Linked DNA regions of Mus musculus: all the other regions are linked to region 1. A link is a contact called in public HiChIP or PLAC-seq and promoter capture Hi-C data. All regions are on one chromosome and are shown on one strand. Each heading gives the region's core, a stretch centred on a gene start, on an enhancer-like site or on the middle of the called end of the contact. The rest is flanking DNA. Distances are from core to core; before and after follow the strand shown.

Evidence for each region. Promoter capture Hi-C pulls out the DNA fragments that hold promoters and counts their contacts. HiChIP or PLAC-seq counts read pairs in DNA pulled down with a chosen protein or histone mark.
Region 2: a contact with region 1 is called in a promoter capture Hi-C map of liver, with 2.5 times the contacts expected there. The contact joins the promoter of Dhx9 here to the enhancer-like site in region 1. A contact is called at or near these places in 3 of 39 promoter capture datasets (the C10 cell line, hippocampal neurons and liver), 7 of 115 datasets of contacts at active chromatin or transcription factors (bone marrow-derived macrophages, embryonic basal ganglia, embryonic limb bud and 4 more) and 1 of 9 other capture datasets (adipose tissue).
Region 3: a contact with region 1 is called in an HNF4G HiChIP or PLAC-seq map of pancreatic cancer cells. The contact joins two enhancer-like sites. A contact is called at or near these places in 1 of 484 Hi-C or Micro-C datasets (embryonic stem cells) and 3 of 115 datasets of contacts at active chromatin or transcription factors (extraembryonic endoderm stem cells, microglia and pancreatic cancer cells).
Region 4: an HNF4G HiChIP or PLAC-seq map of pancreatic cancer cells shows a contact between it and region 1. The contact joins two enhancer-like sites. A contact is called at or near these places in 1 of 115 datasets of contacts at active chromatin or transcription factors (pancreatic cancer cells) and 1 of 9 other capture datasets (embryonic stem cells).

The regions. Positions count from the first base shown.
Region 1 is chr1:153,769,056-153,771,755 of GRCm38.p6, reverse strand. No RefSeq gene overlaps it. Among named protein-coding and RNA genes, the nearest start is that of Gm41974, 15 kb to the left of the region's middle. Within about 2 kb of position 1,250, at least 21 of the 459 cell types and tissues checked have an H3K27ac peak or open chromatin away from gene starts, as enhancers often do. A contact at or near this core is called in liver and pancreatic cancer cells, where this site is marked.
Region 2 is chr1:153,486,268-153,488,967 of GRCm38.p6, reverse strand. Dhx9 (DEAH (Asp-Glu-Ala-His) box polypeptide 9) reads left to right here and starts at 1,308. Exons shown (of 28, transcript NM_007842.2): 1 at 1,308-1,435.
Region 3 is chr1:154,111,273-154,113,972 of GRCm38.p6, reverse strand. It overlaps Gm46165 (a long non-coding RNA gene), which reads right to left. Exons shown (of 4, transcript XR_001779496.2): 3 at 1,637-1,681; 4 at 1,064-1,094. It overlaps LOC108167736 (a long non-coding RNA gene), which reads left to right. Exons shown (of 4, transcript NR_168298.1): 2 at 1,644-1,777. Among named protein-coding and RNA genes, the nearest start is that of Gm46165, 49 kb to the right of the region's middle. Within about 2 kb of position 1,277, at least 44 of the 459 cell types and tissues checked have an H3K27ac peak or open chromatin away from gene starts, as enhancers often do. A contact at or near this core is called in pancreatic cancer cells, where this site is marked.
Region 4 is chr1:154,149,233-154,151,932 of GRCm38.p6, reverse strand. No RefSeq gene overlaps it. Among named protein-coding and RNA genes, the nearest start is that of Zfp648, 51 kb to the left of the region's middle. Within about 2 kb of position 1,407, at least 171 of the 459 cell types and tissues checked have an H3K27ac peak or open chromatin away from gene starts, as enhancers often do. A contact at or near this core is called in pancreatic cancer cells, where this site is marked.

The DNA.
Region 1 (2,700 bases), core at 1-2,500:
AAAAAAAAGATTTATTTTATGTATATGAGTACACTGTAGCTGTCTTCATACACACCAGAAGAGGGCGTCAGATCCCATTACAGATGGTTGTGAGCCACCATCATGTGCCTGCTGGGAATTGAACTCAGGAGCTCTGGAATAGCAATCAGTGCTCTAAACCACTGAGCCATCTCTCCAGAGCCCCCCCCCCCCCCCCGTTGCTTTTCTTAATCCTCAGATTTGTGCTGCTCAGGTCTGACACTCTCCTCTCAGAAGAGTGAAGGGAACACATTTGTATGTTAAACCCAGATGTGAGATACTTCCTACACTGTGAACTCAAGGAAAGTTGCCATGAGGCCTGGTCTTCTGCCTCCTCTCCTCTCCTCCCTGTGATCTTCCTAAAGTGTGAGTGTAATCACATCCATGCTAAAGACCCTTCTGGAATTCTCCCTGTTGCTCTCAGATGAAACCCAAAGTCTCTTTCACAGTATCAAAAGCCATAAAGGACCTGGCTCCTACCTCCATCATCTACCACACTAGTCTCCAGGCAGTCCAAACTGCTTCCATCATAAACCTTCTGCCTCAAAGGCACCCACCTTTTTCTACGCAGGCAATTTGACTACTCAATAATCATTTCTTGGCACAGAAATGATTATTTCTGGCATCATTAGCTGACTCACTCTTGGATCTCCAGCCAGCCTACCCCTCAACTCTTGATATGTTCCAAATGGCCTTTGCCCTTAACCATCTAGTAGGAAGATCACATTTAGCAATCCCCAGTGGATGTCCTGGTCTTTCCTCTACACCTACTCTTCCAACATCATTTCCATGCAGTTTTACCACAGTCCCCTTCCTCTCATCCCTCAGGCCAGAATGCCTATAACTGTCCCACACTCCTGCCGGCCTTTCCTCCACCAGCAAATCCTACTGATGCCTCCTTCCAAACACACCCATAGTATAACTGCTTGCAGTCACCATTTCTCTCATCCAGAGACAGCAAACAAACCCTCTACATGAACCAACTAACATCTCGAATGGACCTTTCTGTTTCCAGACCTGCCCGCTGCAGTCTGCTCGAAGTGAAGCAGAAGCCGGAGTCATCCCCTTACAGTTTCTATGTCGGGCTGCTCCCTGCCTACAGTCCTCCAAGAATTCATAGGTTCCAGTTTCCTTTCCTCCCTGCTGTGGGCCCCTCTTAGATATCCTCAGTGTTTGCTATTCCATGAGCAGGTCAGGTATGAACTTTGAACTTGCTCTTTGATCCCTTCGCTAATCTCTGTGTCTGATTCTCTTGCTTTCTTTGGGTGTTCAGTTAACTAATTCCCTATGCTGCAGCTCAGCTACCTGCCATATTAATTCTCACTTGCCCTGGCTACCCAACCCCTTTCTACTCTGATTACACTTTCTTCCTGCACAATATACCCACCTAGTAAACTGTATCTTTACTAGCATGTCTCTATACCATATCTTTACCACCTCTATCCCTGCCCCACACCTAGCCAGATTTTTCGAGGTCAGGGAGCAGAACCTGTGGTATATCTAGTATTTGTAAACCAAGGGCAGCATAGCCGTCTGTAGATGATTCATGATGTGTACTTTCTGGGCTACCCAGCCACTGAGGCCCACACATACCGGAAGCAAACCTTCCAGGGGGGTGAATCATTATCACTGGGTCTCTGTTTAAAAGAGCAAACAAAATACTAATTGCCTCAATGTTATATACCAGAAGGGGAGGGGGGAACAGTGTGGGACCGTGAAAGACAGCCTGTTTTGGTTGAATGAGGCTTGCTCTGGTGACCCAGTAGAGACCCAGTAGGACACTCTACAAGGGACAGAACAGTGAACCACGTTCCCAGAGACAGGTGCCTGACACCACAGAGCCACCAACTCCATAATTCGGTGACTATAAGTCACGCAGACAATGTCCTGAGCTTCTGGCATTCTGGCTAGACTCCACCCACACAGTTACCTGACTATAGCCAGGTATGCTCCTCCCCACAGCTATCCTGCAAAAGCAAGGTAGCCCAGCCCACTATAAAAGGAAAGGGGCCGCTTGGCCCCTCCTCTCTCTCTTTAAACTCTCACCTTTCTTACTCTCATCACTAGCCCTCCTTATCTCTCTCTCCCTTCCCCCCTCTCTCCACGTGGTCATGGCCCGCCCCTCTCTTTCTTTCTACCTTCTCTCTTTCTTCCTGTCTTTCTACAATAAAGCTCTAAAGCCATAGACTGTCTCTGCTCATCAAAGCCTGCCATGCTTGAATGATGGGATAGGCTTTTCCCCTAAGGAGCAGCATCTAACCTCCCGCTGGAAGGCCTGCCTGCGCTCTGGACCAAGGACTCTCGCCAGCGTGAGGAGCACCCAACATCCCCTCTCTCCCTGCCCTCTCCTCCCTTCAGCCCCAGGGCTGGCCAAGCCTCCCCCAGGGTCCCCATTTTGTTCTCAGCTCTTCTGCTGTGTCCATCACTGTCTGGGATGCCCGGGACTGAGAACCTATTATCTCTGGCTTCTGTGAGGCCCAAAGACCAAGGACTGCCCCTTGTCCACCCTCCGCGGGCTGGGTCCACAGCCAGACACCCACCTGGTGCTTCATGGAAAGTGTGTGGGCAGTCCTCCAAATCCACCTGCCCAGAGCACGGGAACTCTGGCAGAGCGAGGGTTTTCTCCCACTCCCTTTATTGCCCCCATGCCCACTGCCGTGCAGAACAGCACACACTTGAAAC
Region 2 (2,700 bases), core at 59-2,558, 280 kb after region 1:
CACTTGAAGCTAAACAAAACACAGGATTTTGAGATAATTGGGAGCATGCCTTTAATCCCAGCCTGAGGGGTGAGGGGTGGGGCAGAGGCAGACAGATCTCTGTGAGTCCCAGGACAGCCTGGTTTACAAATCCAGGATAGCCAGGGCTACACAAAGAAACCCTGTCTTGGAAAAAAAAAAAAAAAAAAAAAAAGAGTCCCTCGTCCCTCTCCCCAGCCAAAAGGTAAGTGGAGAAGTTGTGTCTTGAGCTAGGGTTTTCTTTTTGGTGGGGTAATGGGTTTTACTACAATGGGATTAATGGCATATACCACCACCCCTGGCAATAAACCAATAAGCCAGGGCTCTCTTTCTTGTCTTAGATTCATTTTACTTTATGTCTTATGGCCTGTAGGTCAGTGCACCATGGTTGTACCTGCTGGGTCCCCTGGAATGGAGGTTATGGTTGTGTGTGAGCCACTGTGTGATTGAGAACTGAATCCAAGCCTTCCACAAGAGCAACAAGTGCTTTTAACTTCTAAGGTTTTTGTTCCTTTGCTGTTTAGACAGGATCTCATTATGTTGCCCTGGCCTTCCTTAAACATAGACCAGACTGTTTTGAACTTACGGAGGTCTGTCAGTCTCTGTTTCCTGGGTGCTGTGACTGGAGGCAAGTGCCACCATGCTACACACTGCCTGCAGCATTTTATTTCTTTTCTTTTTTCTTTTTCTTTTGGTTTTTCGAGACAGGGTTTCTCTGTGTAGGCTTGGCTGTCCTGGAACTCACTTTGTAGACCAGGCTGGCCTCGAACTCAGAAATCTGCCTGCCTCTGCCTCCCAAGTGCTGGGATTAAAGGCATGCGCCACTACTGCCCGGCTGCCTGCAGCATTTTGATGAAGCAGAAATACTTCAGTCCTTGTATTTTAACATACAGCACCCATAAATACATTGCTTTGGCATATTTTAAAGTGGCTATTCTGATAAACTCTGAAAGGATTAATCCTGTAACACTGCCCTTACGTAAGATAAACTATCAAAAAGGAGATCCATGGTGGCATGTCTCTAAATTTTGCCTTCAGAGGTGGAGGCAAGTGGACTGCGTTAAGTGGTGGGCTAGCTTGCTCTACAAAGACAAAGGCAAGGAGACATAACTTCCAGAAACCAAGCTGGTTAGCGACTGACAGGAAATTATGGGCCTAGGCCAGCAGATCTCGCGCGACCTCAGGTTTGGCGCCCGGAAGTGGTTCAAGCCCCGCCCCCTCGGGGCGTGCTGGCTCCGGAGTTGGCCTACCGCGCAGGCGCGAGTCGCCGACTCCGCCCCCTGGGTCCTGCAGTCGGAGCCATTTCGCCGCTGCTTCCATGCGGGTGAGGTGTGTTCTTTCGCCGTTCTCGTGGAAGGTTGGCGCTGCGAACTCGCCTAAGAAGGCTGTGCTCTCGGGCACGGAAAAGCGGAGGAGGGTAAGAAAGGGGGCGTTGCGGCCCCGGACGCGGGCTCATTGCTGCGGGCCGACGCCGGCCTCCGCGGCTCAGCCGTGGCTTTGTTGTGAGGCGCGGGCGGGCGAGCGTGTGGGGGAGGGGCAGCGCGGCGGGTACCCGGATTTACGGGCCGTGGGCGCCTCGCGCAGCGGAGCTCCCGTGGCCCTAGGCCCTGGGGTTCCTTGCACAGACTGGCCGCTCTCGGAGGCCTCTTCCTCACTCGGCCTGACGGGCGGCGGGTGTCTGTAATCAGTTGCGTGTAGGGGTAGCGGCTCGACGCCACCCGGCGCGTGGTGGTGGGGGGTCGTCCGCGGTTCTAATCCGGGACACCCGGGCCCCGTGGGGGTGCCCGCTTTGGGGTCCGGGGCTTCGCTGCAGGTCCTCCCGCTCCGCACTGGTGACGGGGCATGGCTGGGTGGGGCGGGATGAGGAGCAGGTGGTAGGAAAATGAATGCATGATTTAGTAAGTGATGGCGGAATTACACCGCGCAACGGGATAGCCCCGCTGTAGATAACGGTCGAAAGGGAGGGCGCCTCAGTCTGAGGGGTGCACGAGCCTGAGTCTGGCTTTGAGGTGCACAGTGTATCCGCTCCAAAGGGCAATGAGAGATCAGTTACGCCTAAGGCCAGACCTTCCTGGAGGAAGGGAGGGCCGGCCACGTGACCTGAGGGTGCGAAAAGAGATGAAAGAATTTGTTTCCGGGTGGCAAGAATGAAAACACAAAATTGGGAGCCATGACTCTAGCCTTTCATTCCAGCACTGGGGTTTGGTGGTGGAAGGTATTGTTCGATCTCTTGAGTCCGGGGCTACTACACATAGAAATCTTGTCTCATAAAACAAAATTTGATTTATTCCGATATGTGTGTGTATACGAGTATACGTGTATACGTATCAGGTAGTGGTGGCAAGTGAGAGAGGAGCTGTAGAAAAACAAACGAGTAATAGTGGAGGCATTTCTGGAGCCAAAACAGCAGGGCAGATGTGACATGATGGAAAATTTGGCATCCATCTAGGCTCTCGACAAGAGGATAAGTTCTAGGTCTGTAAAAGAAGTTGTGGGGTTTTTGTTTGTTTTTTTGGTTTTTCGAGATAGGGTTTCCTCTGTATAGCTCCAGCTATCCTGGAACTCACTCTGTAGACCAGGCTGGCCTCGAACTCAAATCCGCCTGCCACTGCCTACCAAGTGCTGGGATTAAAGGTGTATGCTACCACGCCCAGCTTGCTATTTTATGTAAATAACTACACT
Region 3 (2,700 bases), core at 28-2,527, 340 kb before region 1:
TTCTAGGAAGCCACGGGCTACAGGGCTGCAGATATAATGACAGCTCTGAGAAGAACCAGGGAAGAAACACTTCTGTGCGAAACACACGTGAGGTGATCAGACGTGATTTCTGCAAGTTGAGTGTGAGACTAAGCTGCTGAGGTGGAGGAAATGGCATTGACCGGCGTGGGGCTGACCTAACGGTGGAATGCAGAGGAACCATGAGCATCAAGCAGCTCGTGGGATGCCAGAACACCCCCTAACTTGTCTCTTTCATACATCCCTGCCTTCAGAGTGCCCCTCTCCTGGCCCTCCAATGGGCCATTGTCTCATCTTTTAATTTTCTGCTGCTTTGACCAATGGCCTTTGTATAACTTTCTACTTAGGCTTTGCCAGGCAAAGCCAAGCTCACGAACCAAGAGCACAGTTGTTTCAGCTCTGTGGTACTTAGCAAGCTGTCAGTCATAGATCTCTATATTGTTTGATCTAACCTGTACTGGCCGGTTTTGTATGTCAACTTGACACAGGCGGGAGTTATTACAGTGAAAGGAGCTTTAGTTGGGGAAGTGCCTCCATGAGATCCAGCTGTAGGGCATTTTTTCAATTAGTGATCAAGGGGGAAAGGCCCCTTTGTGGGTGGGACCATCTCTGGGCTGGTAGTCTTGGGTTCTATAAGAAAGCAAACTGAGCAAGCCAGGGGAAGCAAGCCAGTCAGGAATATCCCTCCATGGCCTCTGCATCAGCTCCTGCTTTCTGACCTGCTTGAGTTCCAGTCCTGACATCCTTTGGTGATAACAGCAGTGTGGAAGTGTAAGCTGAATAAACCCCTTCCTCGCCAACTTGCTTCTTGGTCATGATGTTTTGTCCAGAAATAGAAACTTTGAAATAAAACTAGGACAAAACATTCCATAATTTTTTAAAGTTTATTTATAATGCATATGACTGTTTTGCCTATGTGTATGTCTGTGTACCTCATTCACGTTGGGCCAGAAGAGGGTGTTGGATCCCCTGGGACTTGAGTTACAGCCATGTGAGCTGCCATGTGGTTGCTGGAAAATTAACGTGTGTCTTCTGGAAGAGCAGTCAGTGCTCTTAACCACCGAGTCATCTGGTCCCTGCAAATAAGTTGTTTAATGAGAAAAAGAAAACTTCATACTCTTTCCATGAAGACAGGAAAATTTGACTCTGTGTTCTAAGTTCAAATGGACGGGAGGAGTGATGTCTAATAAGGGCGGGTTGTCCACAGGAGCCAATGGCTCTGTCTGAGAGCCAGCTCTTTTCCTTAGTTAGCTGTTTGCCTAAAGGCTGGTTTTTCAGCTTCTGCATGTCCTGGTTCCTTGTTTGTGAAATACAGCTAGGAATGTCACAGCTCTCAGCATTGTTTTGATGACTGAATGAGTCAAATGGGAACACTTAGGTCAGTGCCTGGCACTTGGCTCTCTGAGTATTTGCTACAATAGTAATTAGTAGTCAGAGCATTAGAGTTAAGAGCACTTGTGGGTTTAAAATTTCGACTCAGTACAGTATAGTCAGAACAATAAAACAAAACAGAACAAAGAACCATTTCTCCCCTGTAGTATGTCGGTTACTAAAAATTAACTCTTCATCCCAGGGATGAACGTGGCTTTTGCTAACAGTCTCCCCTTTTCATACATACCCTCCAGAACTCGATCCTGGGATGTGCTGAGATCTCCACTGGTGCCTACAAAGAAACACAAATTCATCATATCACAGTTGCAGCTGGCTTACAAAACCAGAGATGCTGTTTCTCCATCTTCTAAGGACCCCTATGCTCAAGGTGATTTGGTACTGGTTATTCTGATGAGTTTATAGCGATGTATTAGTGGTAATGAGCAACATTTTCTTTTTTTGATATTTGGGTTTGGGTAAATGCTTGAGTAATTAAAGGGCATGTTTTGCTGGGTTCTGGGGGTTCATGCCCGCTACCCCCTGCTCAGCATGAATAATTTGCTATATGACAATAATGTATCTAATTCTGATAATAACACAGTAACTTGGGTCCTCTGTCTTCATCAGGCTGAGAACAACTGAGACTCCAAGGTCATGTGACTTAGGATTATACTACTAATTATAGGCTGGAGACTGAGTTCAGACATGCTCATCAATGCCTGGACCCTGCTTCCCAAGCTTCTCTGCGTCTGTGGGAATTATTGAGACCCTGCCTTAGCTCTTGCCAAGACCTGTGGGTGCAGAGCAGGGGACAGGGTGGATTATTCTGCTCTTTGAAATGTCTATTGGGTCAAACCTATCTGGAAACTCAGAAGCCAAGCCAGGGAGTTTTGAACATGGGGGTTATAACAGTATGGTGGGTAGGGAGGCAGCCAATCGTCCAGCATCTGGAATGAAGCCACACCACACTCTTCCCTGTGCCCCCAGCCCTCAGGCTTGGAAGAGCTCCCTGCCCCACTCCCTCCCTTCCTCCCTTCCTTCCTCTGTCCCCTCCACTAATGAATGCTATCACCTCTCCTGCCTCCCTTCTTATACCAAAAATCTCATCTCCTCCTAGACCTATATACTATAGAAACAAAACAAACAAGCAACAATAAAACCCTAAATTAACACATAATAGGTCACCCAGGCAAGCATGAATAAATGTTGGAAGGTTTTTTGTTTTTTGGGTTTGTTTGTTTTTTTTTTTTTTTACTATAAATTCCTTATGCCAAGATTGTGTCTGATTTGCCTTTTTTTCACTAGCACTTA
Region 4 (2,700 bases), core at 158-2,657, 380 kb before region 1:
CCCCCACCCCCGCCTCCTGTATTATCGAGAAAGGCAAGGGCCAGGAGTAAAGCCTGAGTCCAAAGATTTAAGATCCTAGCTAATAGACTGTTCTCAGCAATGGAGACTCTCCTACTCACCCTTTCCAGGCTGGAACAGATGAAGGTGAATATGGTCAGCCATCAGCCAACGTCGGAATGGGACCCCTTAGAGCCTGTGCATTATAAAGTGATGCAGGAAAAAAAGGAGCTCAAGACAGTCCAGTTATGCAGCGAGGTTCAAGCTACAGCACAGGTCTTATGGCCTCTGATCAGAGTTAAACCCAACTCCAAGGTCCAAGTCCCAACATATGAGCCCAGACTCTGGGGTACCACCAGTTATGATCGCAAAAAGGAGAGTAATGAAAACCCGTGTCATCTAGGTTTGAATGCCTATGTCCTGCATAAACACCATCAACACTGGTGGGACTGGGAGCTGGTTTCAGATGCAATGGCAATACTTCTGGAAATGCTGAAAATAAAGGCTAAAAGGATGGCTTAGCATTTAAAATTCTTGCCATGCAAGCATGAAGATTGAAGTTTGGATTCCCAGAACCGGCACAAAGTCTGGATGAGGGTGGCCACCCCCCTGTTGTAATCCCAGTGATCAGAAATTGGAGACAGGGGTTCTCTGGAGCAAGGTGACTAGCCAGAGTAGTTACATGTGTGAGTTCTGGGTTCAACTGCAAGACTTTGTCTCGATATATAGAGTGGAGAGAAAGAGAAAGGTACCGGCTATCAACCTAGGGAAGCCACACTATGCAAAAACAAGTACATACTTGCATACATGAATACGTATGCTTAAAGAACGTGGGCACAGCTAATATTTCAGCTTGAATTTTCCTGTGTGCCTACTGCAGACATCTGCATTACAATAGAGAGAGAGAGAGAGAGAGAGAGAGAGAGAGAGAGACCTAAGAAACTGAAGTGCTGAGAAACCAACAAATTTAACCGAGTCATGGACATGCTGGAAGTAAAGTTCTTCGGCATCAAATTTGGTGCCTTTGGCTGTGGGGCATATCTAGGATCCCTAAATAAGTTTTTGGTTATCAGAGCAGATCGGTCAGTCCCTCTCCAGGCAGGAGGTCATCTGGGGGCTCCAGGAGTTCAGCTCTAGTGTCTAAACAGCCAAAGTGAATTATTCACTTAGGAGGCTGAAAAACAACCCCTGGGTTGTGAAACGAAGCTTTCCAGAGTTAAATGTCTTAGTCACTTGGAATCTGACCAAAGTCAACTCTTGGCCCTGACCCACCCATATGTCTGTGCTGGAAGGGAGCAGAGACAGGGAAACCCCAAAACAAATATGAAAATGGCTTGTCAGCGCAGGATGGGCAAAGTTCTCAAGGGGCAGGTGTGCTCCAGGTGAGGCAGGGTTTCTGGCAGCTTAGCTGATAAGCAGGTCACAGAAGGGCTGTCAGCAGCATTGTTTGGTTCCAGGCCTGAACGGGTCTGTGGCTTACATAACAGCTTGGCAGGCAGATGCAGCCAGGCAGAAGCGCACGGTTTTCCAGCAGCCCGTAATCATCTTTGATTCTCTGTCTGCTCAGCAGCTTCCATGTGCTGGGGGAGGCAGCTGTGCAGAGTGGGCAGGGCAGGATTCCAGCACACTGCAGTCTTCTGTCTCCTCTAGCAGAACAAACAGCCAGGGAATCATCAACCGCCACCCAGCAGGGCTGGGGCGGTCTGAGGGAGGAGCTGTTGTCAAGCCTGGTCCAGGCCTGTGGGCAGAGATTAGCCTACAGGTGAACACCAGAGCTGTCAGAAGTGTGTGTGTGTATTGGGGGAGGGGTGCCCTGACACCTGACACTCTTTGCCACCTTGTCTTGTCTGTGGGAACAGAGACATTCCCTCTTTTAAATACAGAGATCTCAGAATTCAATGTCATGTCCATCACAAAAGGCAATTGGGGAAGGGGCTCTATGTCTTACTAAATAATACTGCCTGCCTTCTCCTCTATACAGGTACCAGTCTGATCCTGCTGAGTCCTAGGCATGTGGTGGTGAGAAGGAGAACTTCAGACAGTGGTGCATCACTTGGCTGAAAACACAAATCTGCATCTCTCTCTCTCTCTTTCTCTCTTTCTCTCTTTCTCTCTTTCTCTCTCTCTCTCTCTCTCTCTCTCTCTCTCTCTCTCTCTCTCTCTCTCTCTCTCTTTCTCTCTCTCTCTCTCTCTCTCCCTCCCTCTGCCTTAATCCTAACTTGTTCTAGCTGACTAGCAGCAGCTGGTGTTCCTGTTAAAATGACTCCTACTCTCTACTGGCTGTAGATCTCACTCCCCCTGTGGTCTTCCACCTCAAATCTCCTCGGGCACTCACTCTGCTTGTCTGGTTCTTGAAGAACCAGGGATTGGGATGAAGTCCCTGCTCCATCTGAGTGGTACCCTTCTGGGAGTGATCCACCTACCCTGGTGAGTTAGTAGAAGCTAGGTAGTAACTATGAAAGAAATATGAAAGAGATACAGTTTCTATCAGCAGAAACAGGAAGGTCTTTGGATGGGGGCTCCATCCATTTATTCGTTCAACAGTTTCCCTCAGAGGTCTCGCCTTAGAGGTCAAACTAATGCTGGCGATTTTATCAGGAATGCAGCACTGGTCATAGGGCTTTCAGTCCTGGTACCGAGCGCTTCTGTTCTACATGTATTTAGATTAATGAATAATTGTGCACGCGAACTGTTGATCTTGGC